Regions from separate parts of the Canis lupus genome. Here region 2 is linked to region 1. Evidence: chromatin contacts called from public Hi-C data. All regions are on one chromosome and are shown on one strand. The core of a region is the stretch at or near the end of the contact, and the rest is flanking DNA. Distances in the headings are between cores, read along the strand shown. Region 1 holds the start of WBP1L (WW domain binding protein 1-like). Region 2 overlaps CNNM2 (metal transporter CNNM2).

Region 1 (5,775 bases), core at 945-3,444:
AGGAAGGGAAGTTAGGCTAAAACATCCTGTGTTTGTTAAGTTGAAACTATTGGGGTTTCCTAATGATGATAATACCTGGCTTTTACATAGGAGGACTTAGAAAAAATTGAGGCCAGGACTGACACCCTGTGTTATGAAAGTAGTTTGGCCCTTGCCTAATACTGAATCTTTATTTCTTCCCTAAGGAGCTTGATTGGATGAATGAATTTCTAAGGCTTTTGAGATTGGCAAAAATACTTGTCACCTTTTGTAACACTTGGGAAAGCAGGATCAAGAAGAGGCAAAACTATGGACATCCTTTTTTTTTTTTAAGATTTTTTATTTATTTATTCATAGAGACACACAGAGAGAGAATGAGAGGCAGAGACACAGGCAGAGGGAGAAGCGGGCTCCATGCAGAGAGCCTGACGTAGGATTTGCTCCAGGGTCTCCAGGATCATGCCCTGAGCTGCAGGCGGCGCTAAACCGCTGCGCCACCGGGGCTGCCCAACTGTGGACGTTCTTAAACTGAGGACAGGGCCAAATTCTTCACTTTTACCTGTTTTCTACTTTGCCACCATTTAAGCCAAGAACAAACTCCCTCTGGGCTCAGCTATGGGCTAGACTAGGCCAACCTGCAAAATGGTTTGGCAGGATTTTGAGAGGAAATTGGCAGCTACAGGCATCTGGCTTCTCCAGCCTAGGTCTTCATTTGTTCATTTACTTTACCAACATTGTTGGGCTCGTGGTTGGGCCTTGTACAGGATGTTGTAGGGATTTCTCAAAAAAAAAAAAAAAAAAAAAAAAAAGAGTAAGACTTGCTGTGCTATACAAGAAGCTGCAGATTTAGCGGGAGGCGTCAGCCAGGCAGATATTATAGATCAGATATAATGTGTGTTAGTGTTATGAGATTCCAGAAGAAACAAGGGCGGTGGGGGGGGGGGGAGCTAGGAGTTTATAAACAGAGAACTATATGGCAATGTGTACTATAGCGCAGCACACTGGGGATCTCTTAAGTGTTTGGTGTAAGTGTGGGAAAACGTAGTGGCGGAAGTTTATGAGATAAAAAGGAGGAGGCAAGGATCAGGACACAAGAGAGGACCATATTGAGGAGATTGGACTACATATGCCCTAGGTAGTTTTAGTATTTTAAGAGAGATAGCCTTAAGACAATGATGTTTGGCTTCGTCTAGAACACCCTTGCTGGGGAGCGCAGCAGGAATTGAGAGGGAAGGCTTGGCAACTAGGGCCAGCAGGGGAGGCCGTTTATATTTTGCAAGATGAGGGGATCCCTGGGTGGCGCAGCGGTTTGGCGCCTGCCTTTGGCCCAGGGCGCGATCCTGGAGACCCGGGATCGAATCCCACGTCGGGCTCCCGGTGCATGGAGCCTGCTTCTCCCTCTGCCTGTGTCTCTGCCTCTCTCTCGCTCTCTGATGACTATCATAAATAAATAAGTTAATTAAAAAATTTTATATTTTGCAAGATGAGATATGTGGATGGAAACAATGGGAGTGGATTTCAGATCTGTTTCTAAGGTGGAATCAACAGAATTTTGTTCCCGAGACTTGGGGTGACACAGCACCATGCCTCAGGTAAAGCTACTATTTCGTAGAATTCAAATTAACCTTAAACTACCACTCGGGCGTCTTGAGACCACGGAGAGGGACCCTGGTACCAGGGCTGCGCTTCAAAGCAAAGACGTCAAAAGATTTTTTAGACTGCAGTTGTTTTCTTCTTAAGGAGCGCCTGTTACCTTCTAAAACACAATCTCTTTTCTGACGCTCTTTAGAATCACTTTACCCCTTCCCTTTCTTTGCTGAAGTGCGGCAATCTACTACTTCCGCCACGCTCAAGATGGCGGCACCCGGATTAGAGGCTTGTCAACGCTCGTACCAAGTGGCCCCGCCCCCGATCGGAGCTACTTCCGCCACTCTCGGTGGCGTGGGAGGCATTTACACCACCATGCCGCACTCAAGATGGCCCGGCTTCCTCCCACTTTTCATTGGCTAGATCCCTCCGGTCTTCCGTCTTCACGGGGGGGCGGAACTTCTATTTGATCGACAGCTATTTTGGTCAATGGGAGAAGGGCAGGGGCCCACGAAGGGCTGGAACTGGAGAGCCTGCCCGGGGTGTGGGAGGGTGTTTGGGCTGGGGCGGGGTGGAGCAGAGCCGGAAGCGGGAGGGGAGAGTGAAACAGGAAAAGAAGGGAAGAAGGAAGAAGAGGGAAGAGGAGGAGAGGGAGGAGGAGGAGGGAGGTGGCGGCGCCGTGGCGGAGGAGCAGGAGCAGGAGGGGGATGGAGAGGAGAAGGCTCCTGGGTGGCATGGCGCTCCTGCTCCTCCAGGCGCTGCCCAGCCCCCTGTCAGCCAGGGCTGAACCCCCGCAGGTAAGGGGGAGGGGGCGTCCGGGCCAGCCTGGGGGCCTGGGGGTCGTCGAGGCCTGGCTGGAGGGGGCTGAAGACGGCGTCGCTGCCTGGCTGGAGGGGGCCGGAGGAGTGCTGCTGCCAGGAGTTGAGGGGTCCCGAGAGGGGCCCCCGTGCCTGGCGTGGACAGGCTCGAGGGGGGCGTCGGTGTTGAGCTGGGGACACCTGTTTGGGTGTCAGGGAAGTGGCGGAGGCGCGGTGCTCAGCGAGTGAGGGGCCTTTGAGAGGGCAGTTAGGTCAGGTGGCTGGGATGACTGCCTGGATAGTGGTGCGAGGCTGAGGCTCGGGGGGCGCGTTCGTGTCCCCCCGGGCAGCGGGTCTCCGAGGCAGTGAGTGATGCAGTGTGTACGTGTGTGCGGGCAGGGGTACGGCGGCTGTTGAGCTGGCCTGAGACGGAGGAGGGGCTGAGAGGATATTTATTTCAAGCTGGACGGGGAAAAGTTCCGAGGGCATCTTGGCTCCATTTTTAACGTGTTGGAGGCAAGAGGTTGGAGGCCAGACTCTTGGAAGGCCTGCGGGATGAAGTGGATCGGGACCCCTCAGGATGAGGGCACAGTGGAGCTATTACAAGCTCTTGCTGTTAGGCTGGCTGGCCTGGGAAAGCCAGCCACTGATGCTGATCTAGGCCAGTTCAGGGCTTTTGAGCAAAGGGTGGTGCTGCTGCCAATATGGGCAGCAAATGGAGCACCCCAGCTTTTCTTGCTGGGTGGCTTGCTTTTTATCCAGGCAGAGAAGCTTGCTTGTGCTGATTCCAGCTCCGGCTGGCATTTCGAAACCCTAATGGGAGCATTACTCCTGGTGCCAAGTTGGGTGGGGTGCAGTAGGGGGAATCACCCCTCCTTCCCTTGCATTTGGCAAGGCTTTACCATTCTATTTTCTTCAGTTTCTGTTCTCTTCCCTGTCTTTTCAGAAGGGAATAGACACACACACTCACTTTCGCACACGGCTGATGGCAGAGTCCGTACAGCTTGGTGCTTGAACTTTGCGTTGTGATCAAGAGTAGAAGCAGAGTTCCAGCAAAAATGCTTATCTTTTCCCTAGGAGTTTATGGGCTGCCTTTTCACATCTGCATCTTGTTTTGCCCGCCTAGTATCCTTTCTTTTAAAAATTAGTTTTTAAAATGGAACGATATTCGTATGACAGAAACCATGTAAAACCATTTTACCACTTTAAAGTGAACAACTCAGTGGTGTTTTGTACATTCACAATGTTATGCAACCACTACATCTAGTTCCAAAACATTTTCATCACTTCAAAAGAAAACCCCCTACCCCGTAAGCAGTTCCTCCCTAATTTCCCTTTCCCCCAGATCCTGGCAGCCACCAATCTGTTTTCTGTCTCTGTGGATTTACCTATTCAGGATATTGTATATAAATGGAATCCTACACTTTGTGATATTTTGTGTCCGTGTTCTTTCCCTTAACATAATGTTCTTGAGATTCATCTACATTGTAGCAGGTGCCAGTACTTCATTCCTTTATTGTGGCCGAATAGTATTCCACTGTATGACTGTACCACAATTTGTTATTTATCTGTTGAAGTATCCTCTGTTTCCCCCACCAGAATCTATTTCTGTATATTTGAAATAGCATGTGAAAGAACTAGAGCTTATTTTCTGGCCCAACATATTCCCTTTTGTAGGGCTGGGACCCTTCCATTTTAATAATAGCTGCTGGTCAATGCTAGCATCAAGGAGATGTTGTTGGGGTTCTTTTCCCTAGCTAAAATCATAAACTGGCAGGAGAAATAAATTTTATTTCTTGGAAAAGTCAGAACCCTTAGGACTGATAAAGTTAAGAAGTACAGATGTTGGGGCACGTGGGTAGCTCAGTTGGTTGAGTGTCTGACTTTTGATTTCAGCTTGGGTTGTGGGATTGAGCCCCTGGTCAGGCTTCTCATTCAGCAAGGAGTCTGCTGGAGATTCTCTCTTCCTCTCCCTCTCCCTCTCCCCCTTCCCCCAATGTGCACTCTTACTCTCTCTCTAAAATAAATAAATAAATAAATCTTAAAAAATATATAGATGTTGACAGAACAAAATATAGAACAAACTTACTGCTTCGCCTTTGCATCTATTTCTACATTTAGGTAAAGAAAGGGTGTTCTCAATATCCAGTAATAATACTGCTAGAGGGTTAATTTAAGAATATTGGAGCCTTAGGAGATCGGAGCCATGGGCTTGTGGATGCTTCACCCCAATGGAAGAACAGTGGTGGGCCTCTGAGTTGACAGTGGGAACCAGATCCACTTCTTTGGCAGTGGAAGGATGGAAAGTGGAGGTGCCAGCAGGTCACAGAAGCTTTGGAGTTGGCAAGAAGATATGGGAGGGGATCTTCAATGTCATGCCCTAATTGCAGTTTATCGATCATAGGCCGCTTTCTTATCATTTCTCTGGCACTTCCAATACTTATTTTGGGGACAGGGTGGCTTTTGTACTTTGTTCCATTTGGATGGATGCTAGCACTGACCAGCAGCTATTATGTGGTTACAGTTCCTGCAGAGAAGAGAACGTTTCGTAATGAGTGGGTTCCCTCTTCCCGACCACCCTCATACCCAGTGCTCCGATCCCCACCTTGTACCCTTGTCTCTTTCTGCCCATGAGTACTAGATATCTATAGTGACATTTGTGTTTTGAATTTTAACCTTTGGAATGGAAGCTACTATATAATTATTAACTCTGAATCCACCACTGTTTAGTCAATTTGTTTTTTGTTTTGTTTGGGTTTTTGTTGATTTTTGCCTGTGAAATCTGTGAAGAGGGGCACCGGGGTGGCTCAGTCGGTTAAGTGTCTGCCTTTGGCTCAGGTCATGATCCCAGCATCCTGGGATTGAGCCCTGCCTTAGGCTCCCTGCTTAGTCGGGAATCTGCTTTTCCCTCCCCCTGCTCCTGCACTCTCATTCTCTCTCTCTCTCCTCTCCTTCTCAAATATATAAATAAAATCTTAAAAAAAAAAAAAATAGTGGGATCCCTGGGTGGCGCAGCGGTTTAGCGCCTGCCTTTGGCCCGGGGCGCGATCCTGGAGACCCGGAATCGAATCCCACGTCGGGCTCCCGGTGCATGGAGCCTGCTTCTCCCTCTGCCTGTGTCTCTGCCTCTCTCTCTCTCTCTCTGTGTGTGACTATCATGAATAAATAAAAAAAAAATTTAAAAAAATAGTGAAGAAGAAAAATATTCAGAGACCATTTTGACATAGGATGCACTTCAGGTACTCACTGTCCTTATTTCAACAAGGGACTTTCAACTAACTGAATTGAGGAGGACTTGCTCTACTCATTCTGTATTGAACATGGTGTGGGTGTCTTACTGTGCTTTCGTTTACAGCCATACCATCCTGAACGTGCCCGATCTAGTCTTACAGTGATTTTTTCCCTTTGAAGT
Region 2 (5,775 bases), core at 966-3,465, 300 kb after region 1:
AGCAGAAAAAACAATGCTGAGAAGGCATAAGAGGAGTTAAAAATGGAAAGATTTTATCATAATTATAAAAATTTGGCACATAAATTTGGCAACAGAATATGACCTGAGCTGGGGGCTGGCCACTTAAAGTCTTTATTCCCCTGGGTCTGAATACTCCTCTTTCTCACTGCGTGTTGATGAACGACTGGTTGCACTGGGTCCCTGTCACACTGCGACAGAAGGGGTCCCGGGAAACAGGGTCTGCTTCAGACTGGGACTGGGACGCCAGGCAGTGGGTTCCTGATGAAAGCGAGGGCTCATCTCACAAGAACCGAGGGCAGTGGGTTGAGAGAAAGCTGACTAGGAGTCTAGATACCCTGGGGAAAGCCGAGAGATTGCCCTGGAATCCTCCCCAGGAGGAAAGAACAGAAGACTCAGAAGGAAGGCCTCTGACCTCTAACTGCTGATGCACCCAGTTTGATCAGTAAGCACAGTGCCCTCTGCATGTCTCGGTTTCTTATCCTTAATTTTTTTTAAGATTTTATTTATTCATGAGAGATACAGAGAGGGAAGCAGAGACAGGGAGAGCGAGAAGCAGGCTCCCTACAGGGAGCCTGTTGCGGGACTCAATCTTGGGACCCTGGGATCACGACCTGACCCAAAGGCAGATGCTCAACCACTGAGTCACCCAGGTGCCCCTTCTTAACCTTTAAATCATCACACCCAAGAGTAAATACTGTCTATAGAAATGCTGGTGCGATCTGGGGCTCAAGCCCAGGGCTACAGTGGAATCCCTTGTTTCAAAAATCAGGTTTGAGGGTTCGATCTGTCAGCCCAGGTGAAGCTTTCCCAAGTACAGGAAGGCTCAGTCCTGGGGGTAGCACAGAGTGGAGAGGCCTGGGATGAGGGCAACAGGAAACAGAGTACTGGTAACAAGGCTTATTGATGGGATATTTATTAAGTGTCAGATGCTGTGCTAAGCACTCTATACATTATCTCCTTTGGAATCCTCATGACTTTATGAGGTGGGAACCATTATCCATCTTTTAATCTGAGGCTTCACGACATCGGGTCATCTGATCAAAGTTCCTTTCTGCTAAGTAGAAAACATGATAAATTATTCATTTGCCCTGTTGTGTTCAAAGATAAGGGAAAGCAACCAGAGGAACGGCTACTCTGAGTTTAATTTGAACAATAGAAAATGGGTTTTGATAAAATTGTAGGGGAAGTGTGCTGTGACAGTTTTAGGAGAAAGTAAACTCGCCCGCTAAAGGTTCAGTGAAGACTCACCGTGTTTTGTCCTGGTCCTATTTTGAGGAGGGACATTTATTGAGTGGAAGGAATATTCGTCAGATGGTGGTCAGGAAGGGGGTGAGGGGTGGCAAAACATGTGGCATGAAGGACATCAGAGCGTTTAGCCTGGAGAAGAGGCTTAAGGCAAACGCAACCATCTTCAGACACTTCAGGGCTGTTTGAAGTAGCAGAGGAACAGCGGCCCTCGTGGGGCTCCGCCAGCCTGAGCCGGGGGACTTTGCTGGGCTGCTGGGCGTGATGACAGATGCGGAAGAGCAGGACCAGCGGAGGGCAGCTCCTCTGGGGGGGGGGGTATACTAGTGAGGGGTCCCCTCCAGTCCTGCGGCATGACGCAGGTCAGGACCTGTCCTCTGTGAACACCCACTTAATATTTGTGGAGTAGATTTGATTGGAAAAGCAAAAATGGAGGAAGCTCCGACGAGGGTGGGGAGTGGGTTATGTCCAACAAAACGTATGTTAGAAGCTCCGGTCAACTTGCCTTTTGAGAGCAGCAACACTAGACTCGCTGAATTCCTTTTCACTTTATTTTAATAAACGAGTCCGGTCCATCTCCTCGCAGACCCCCTCTTACAGCACCTATGCTCCCTCAGGCCTTTGAAGAGTTTGGTGTCGTCTAGTGTTCCCGAAACACCGAGACACCCTTGGGCTGCCCAAAGGGGGATTTTACTGGGGTCAGAGACAAAGATCATAGGTTCGGCTGTGGAGGGAGGTGGTATGAGCACACAGAACTATTTTGATTCCTTTAAAACACGTATTGATTTACCAACATTCTTGAGTACTTTGCTTGTGGCAAAGTAACGGAGGGCTGCCCTCCTGTGCCCTGTGTGGTCTATCCAGCAGCTTCTGTGATTCAGGCCTAGTCGGCCTGAGGCCTGTGCGTCTCGCAGCCCCAGGGGATGCTCCTGACGCAGGTGTGCAGCCTGGGGGCCTCGCTGTCAGAGACTCACTCGGGAGGGATTGTGTGTGCATGAGGGAGAGAGAGAGAGAGAGAGAGAGAGAGAGAGAGGATGTGGGCCTGCAGGAACGGCCGAGCAGCAGAACTGAACAAACCCTCCGGACAGCAGGCCGCCGTCGAGGTGGTGAGCTGTACGGCCCTCGCGTCTGGGTTAAGCTGATTGAACTGGTCTATTAATTACTACTTTCTATTATTTGGAAAATAAAGAGCTGACTGTGTTGGTTCTGTCTACCTCACTTAAAAGGTTATGGGTGGTTTGTTTGTTTGTTTGTTTTCCTCCGTGTCTAGGTGAAAACAAGTCGCCTCCTCGCCCGTGTGGCTTGAATCACTCAGACTCTCTGAGCCGAAGTGACCGGATCGACGCAGTCACGCCGACACTGGGGAGCAGCAACAATCAGCTCACCTCCTCGTTCCTTCAAGTCTACATCCCTGACTACTCAGTGCGGGCCCTCTCTGACCTTCAGTTCGTTAAGGTGAGAGGGGAGCGCGTGCTTTGGCGGGGCCTGGCCGCCGGAGGGGACCTGCTGCAGCCGGTGGTTTGGCTCCCCGGCCCATTTGGGCTGCCCTGCCTCCAGCTCCTGTGCCCAACCGAGACTTAGGCTCCGGAAAACACTTCTCTCCCTGGCTCTGTCAAAAGAGCTGCCAAGTCAGATGTGGCTTTTTCAGGGAGTGAGAGCCAGAGGCAGAAAAAGGAGGAACCTCTCTCAGCAAGTCCTCGTGAGCTCGTGAGTCCAGTGAGTCCGGGTGGCCACAGAAGGGCTGAGGTCGGAGTCTCCGAAGACTTGCTGAGATGGGGTGGGAAGAACCCTCTGTTTCTCTTCTGCCCCAGACGGGGTTCTTTTCTCAGTCTGAAATAAAGGTGTCTTCTGAAGAACGAGCCAACTTCCACTGGTGGAAGCCTGTCTCCATTTTCCAGTCTCTGAAATTTTGAGACGAAAATTTGGAAATGGCTTAGATCAGTAAACACTGACTTGTCCGCCAGAGTTCACTTGAACTTGCAAGGTGACTCAGTTTATACATGAGGATGATATTTTCCTAGAAAAACTTTGAGGGGCCTTTCTGGGGGAGCTGGGGTGGGGGATTTTAACATGTAATGCAAAGTTGAGACAGGAACACGTAAAAATAAGCATTGTCTTCGTTTGTTTTCTGTGCCATCTTCTGGCCCCAGATCTCAAGACAGCAATACCAAAATGCCTTGATGGCATCCCGGATGGACAAAACCCCTCAGTCTTCAGACAGTGAAAACACTAAAATTGAATTGACTCTTACGGAGCTGCACGACGGTTTGCCAGACGAGACCGCCAACCTGCTCAATGAACAGAACTGTGTGACACACAACAAGGCCAACCACAGCCTGCACAGTGAAGGGGCCATCTAGAGCGCCCACCGCTGCCCCTCGCCCCCCAACTCCGGAGGCCCCAGGCCCGCCGACCATGAACCCCATTAGCGTGAGCTTGTGTGCCATGCTGCGTCCTGCAACATCCTGAGACCAAAGACTTTGTCCCCTTCCCGGAAGCCGCCGCGGAGGATGGCCAGGGCGGGCACAGAAGCTAGAGGTGTGACACCAACAGCCAGGACATGGCATTCGAGATTTTGGAGATGAACTTCTTCCACCCAAATAGAATCATGTTTATTTTTTCAGTTGTACCTTCTATCTTTATTCACTCTCCTCCTCCCTCAATTTGCATGAAGTTGAAAATTGTTGCGGTTTATTTTATTTTTTTCCCAAGAGATGATGTTTTTAAACAGTGTCTTTTGCAGAGTTGTACGTTGTTGTGTCTGAAACTCTGCCGTGACTCCGTGAGGTGACCTGAGCCCAACGGACTGGCTGCTCCCCCTCCTCCTCCTCCTCCTCCCCCCCACCCCCCACGGCCGTGTCGCTGTGGAACTTGAAGGATGAATGAAGAAAACTGTCCCGCGGGGGGCGGGGCCTGCACGGCGCCCTCCCCCGGGGCCCCCCTCCGCCGCCTCCGTGAGCTCAGTGTTGTTTTAAGTTAACGTTTAACCGCGTCCTTTCCCTCAGAGAGGTCTAACATTTGCTTGGAATGTGATTTCTGCTCCTCTAAGGAATTTTTATCACCAAAATGAATGTTCATGAATTTTAAGGCCACGGTTTATCATTGGCGAGAGGCAAGCGGGCTGCATCCCGACCGACCTTGCTGCAGCCTGGATCCGCGGCCCCGCGCCCGCAGCCAGGGCGCCCCAGGGCGCAGGCGGAGGTCCTCGGGCCTCGAGGGGCGGGGCCGGGGGGCTCCGTGGGGCGGGGCCGGGGGGCTCCGTGGGGCTGCGCCTCCTCGCCCCTGCCCCTGGGCTCCTGGCCCGGACCGCCGTGCCCCGCCTCCCGCGCGCCCCTCCCGTGCGCCAGGGCCGCTGTGGCCCCAAACAGGGATTCAGAAGCCAAATGTGTGTTGTGGCCATTTCATGTGTGTCTCCGCCTTATTTTAATACCAAATTCATCCCGCGTAGTGAAATTAGTGTCAGGAGATGTTTCTGGAGTGACTGGGTTCCTAACTATCTTATCTGTTCCAAGTGTCAGCCCAAGGGGCCTGTGCGTTTTGTGGGCCACGCCGCCCCCCGAGGTGGGCTCCTCCGACGCAGTGACCGCAGGGCCGCCCGCGCGCTTCTAGGTCCTAGCCCAGAAGCCAGGGCTCTCCCCTGGGTCCCGCTGACTGAAGGGAAGGCCTGGGCCCGGCAGCGGGTTCCTCCTCCCTCTTCAAGGTAGGAGTGTGTCCCCCCAGGTAGGGCTTGGGGAGGATGCGAGCTGGGTTGGGAGCCCCCAGCAGCGCCCAGGCTCGCCTCCCGACGAGCAGTGTGGTGGCTCCTGTGTCACAGGCACGTTGACCACAGTATTTCCTCCGGGATGTCCGCCCGGAGGGTCTTCCTCATAGGGTGCCATCCCCCTTGGTGAGGGTCACGGGGTGCCCCCTAAGGGGGCTGAGTGGCCCACTACTGGCACCCAACCTGCCGCCATGGGATGGAGCCCCCACTCTGTAGCTTCAGGTTAGTGGGACCCTGCACCCCGAGTATCCCCTTTTATAAACAGATCCATCCAAGAGCAGGTCTGTTTCTAAGACGCATCTAGCCAAGCACAACCCCAGTGTGGTGTGGGAACTGGGACTATCCCCGTAAGGAAGTGAACCGTGGGTCTTGCAAGGGGAGCGGCCCCCCTCCAAGCACAACCCGCTGGGTTGGTGGAGCCTGGCCCTGCCACGCCGGGGTTCCTCTGACTTTCGGGAACTCTGCCCCCTTGGCCCAGTCCCTGCTGATCTGCCTTTCCACATGCGGCCTGTCTCAGGGTGCCTTGCTACTGGAAGGAGCTGCTGGAAGCAGGGTTAATGTGTTGGGTCTTTTTCAGAGCCCCCACGGTTCCTCTGTGAATCCTAAAGCTCTGTGAGAGGCCGGGGATTCCAGCTGCTGGCTCCTTGACTTCAGAGAGAAACCAAGAACTTGTCATCACTATCATCCCTACTCAGTGTGGTGGCTTTTTGAAAAGTCTGCTGTAAAGTGCTGGCAGGGGTGGCTTTACA

What was found. Hi-C and Micro-C count contacts between places; a contact is called where the count stands out from the background.
Region 2: a Hi-C map of skin fibroblasts shows a contact between it and region 1, with 3 times the contacts expected there. The contact joins the enhancer-like site here to the promoter of WBP1L in region 1. A contact is called at or near these places in 5 of 9 Hi-C or Micro-C datasets (amygdala, blood and skin fibroblasts).

What each region holds. Positions count from the first base shown.
Region 1 is chr28:15,406,738-15,412,512 of UU_Cfam_GSD_1.0, forward strand. WBP1L (WW domain binding protein 1-like) reads left to right here and starts at 2,195. Exons shown (of 4, transcript XM_038578654.1): 1 at 2,195-2,363. The coding sequence starts at 2,274.
Region 2 is chr28:15,702,261-15,708,035 of UU_Cfam_GSD_1.0, forward strand. It overlaps CNNM2 (metal transporter CNNM2), which reads left to right. Exons shown (of 7, transcript XM_038578664.1): 6 at 2,537-2,721; 7 at 3,417-4,013. The coding sequence ends at 3,626. Among named protein-coding and RNA genes, the nearest start is that of NT5C2, 110 kb to the right of the region's middle. Within about 2 kb of position 2,216, at least 2 of the 20 cell types and tissues checked have an H3K27ac peak or open chromatin away from gene starts, as enhancers often do.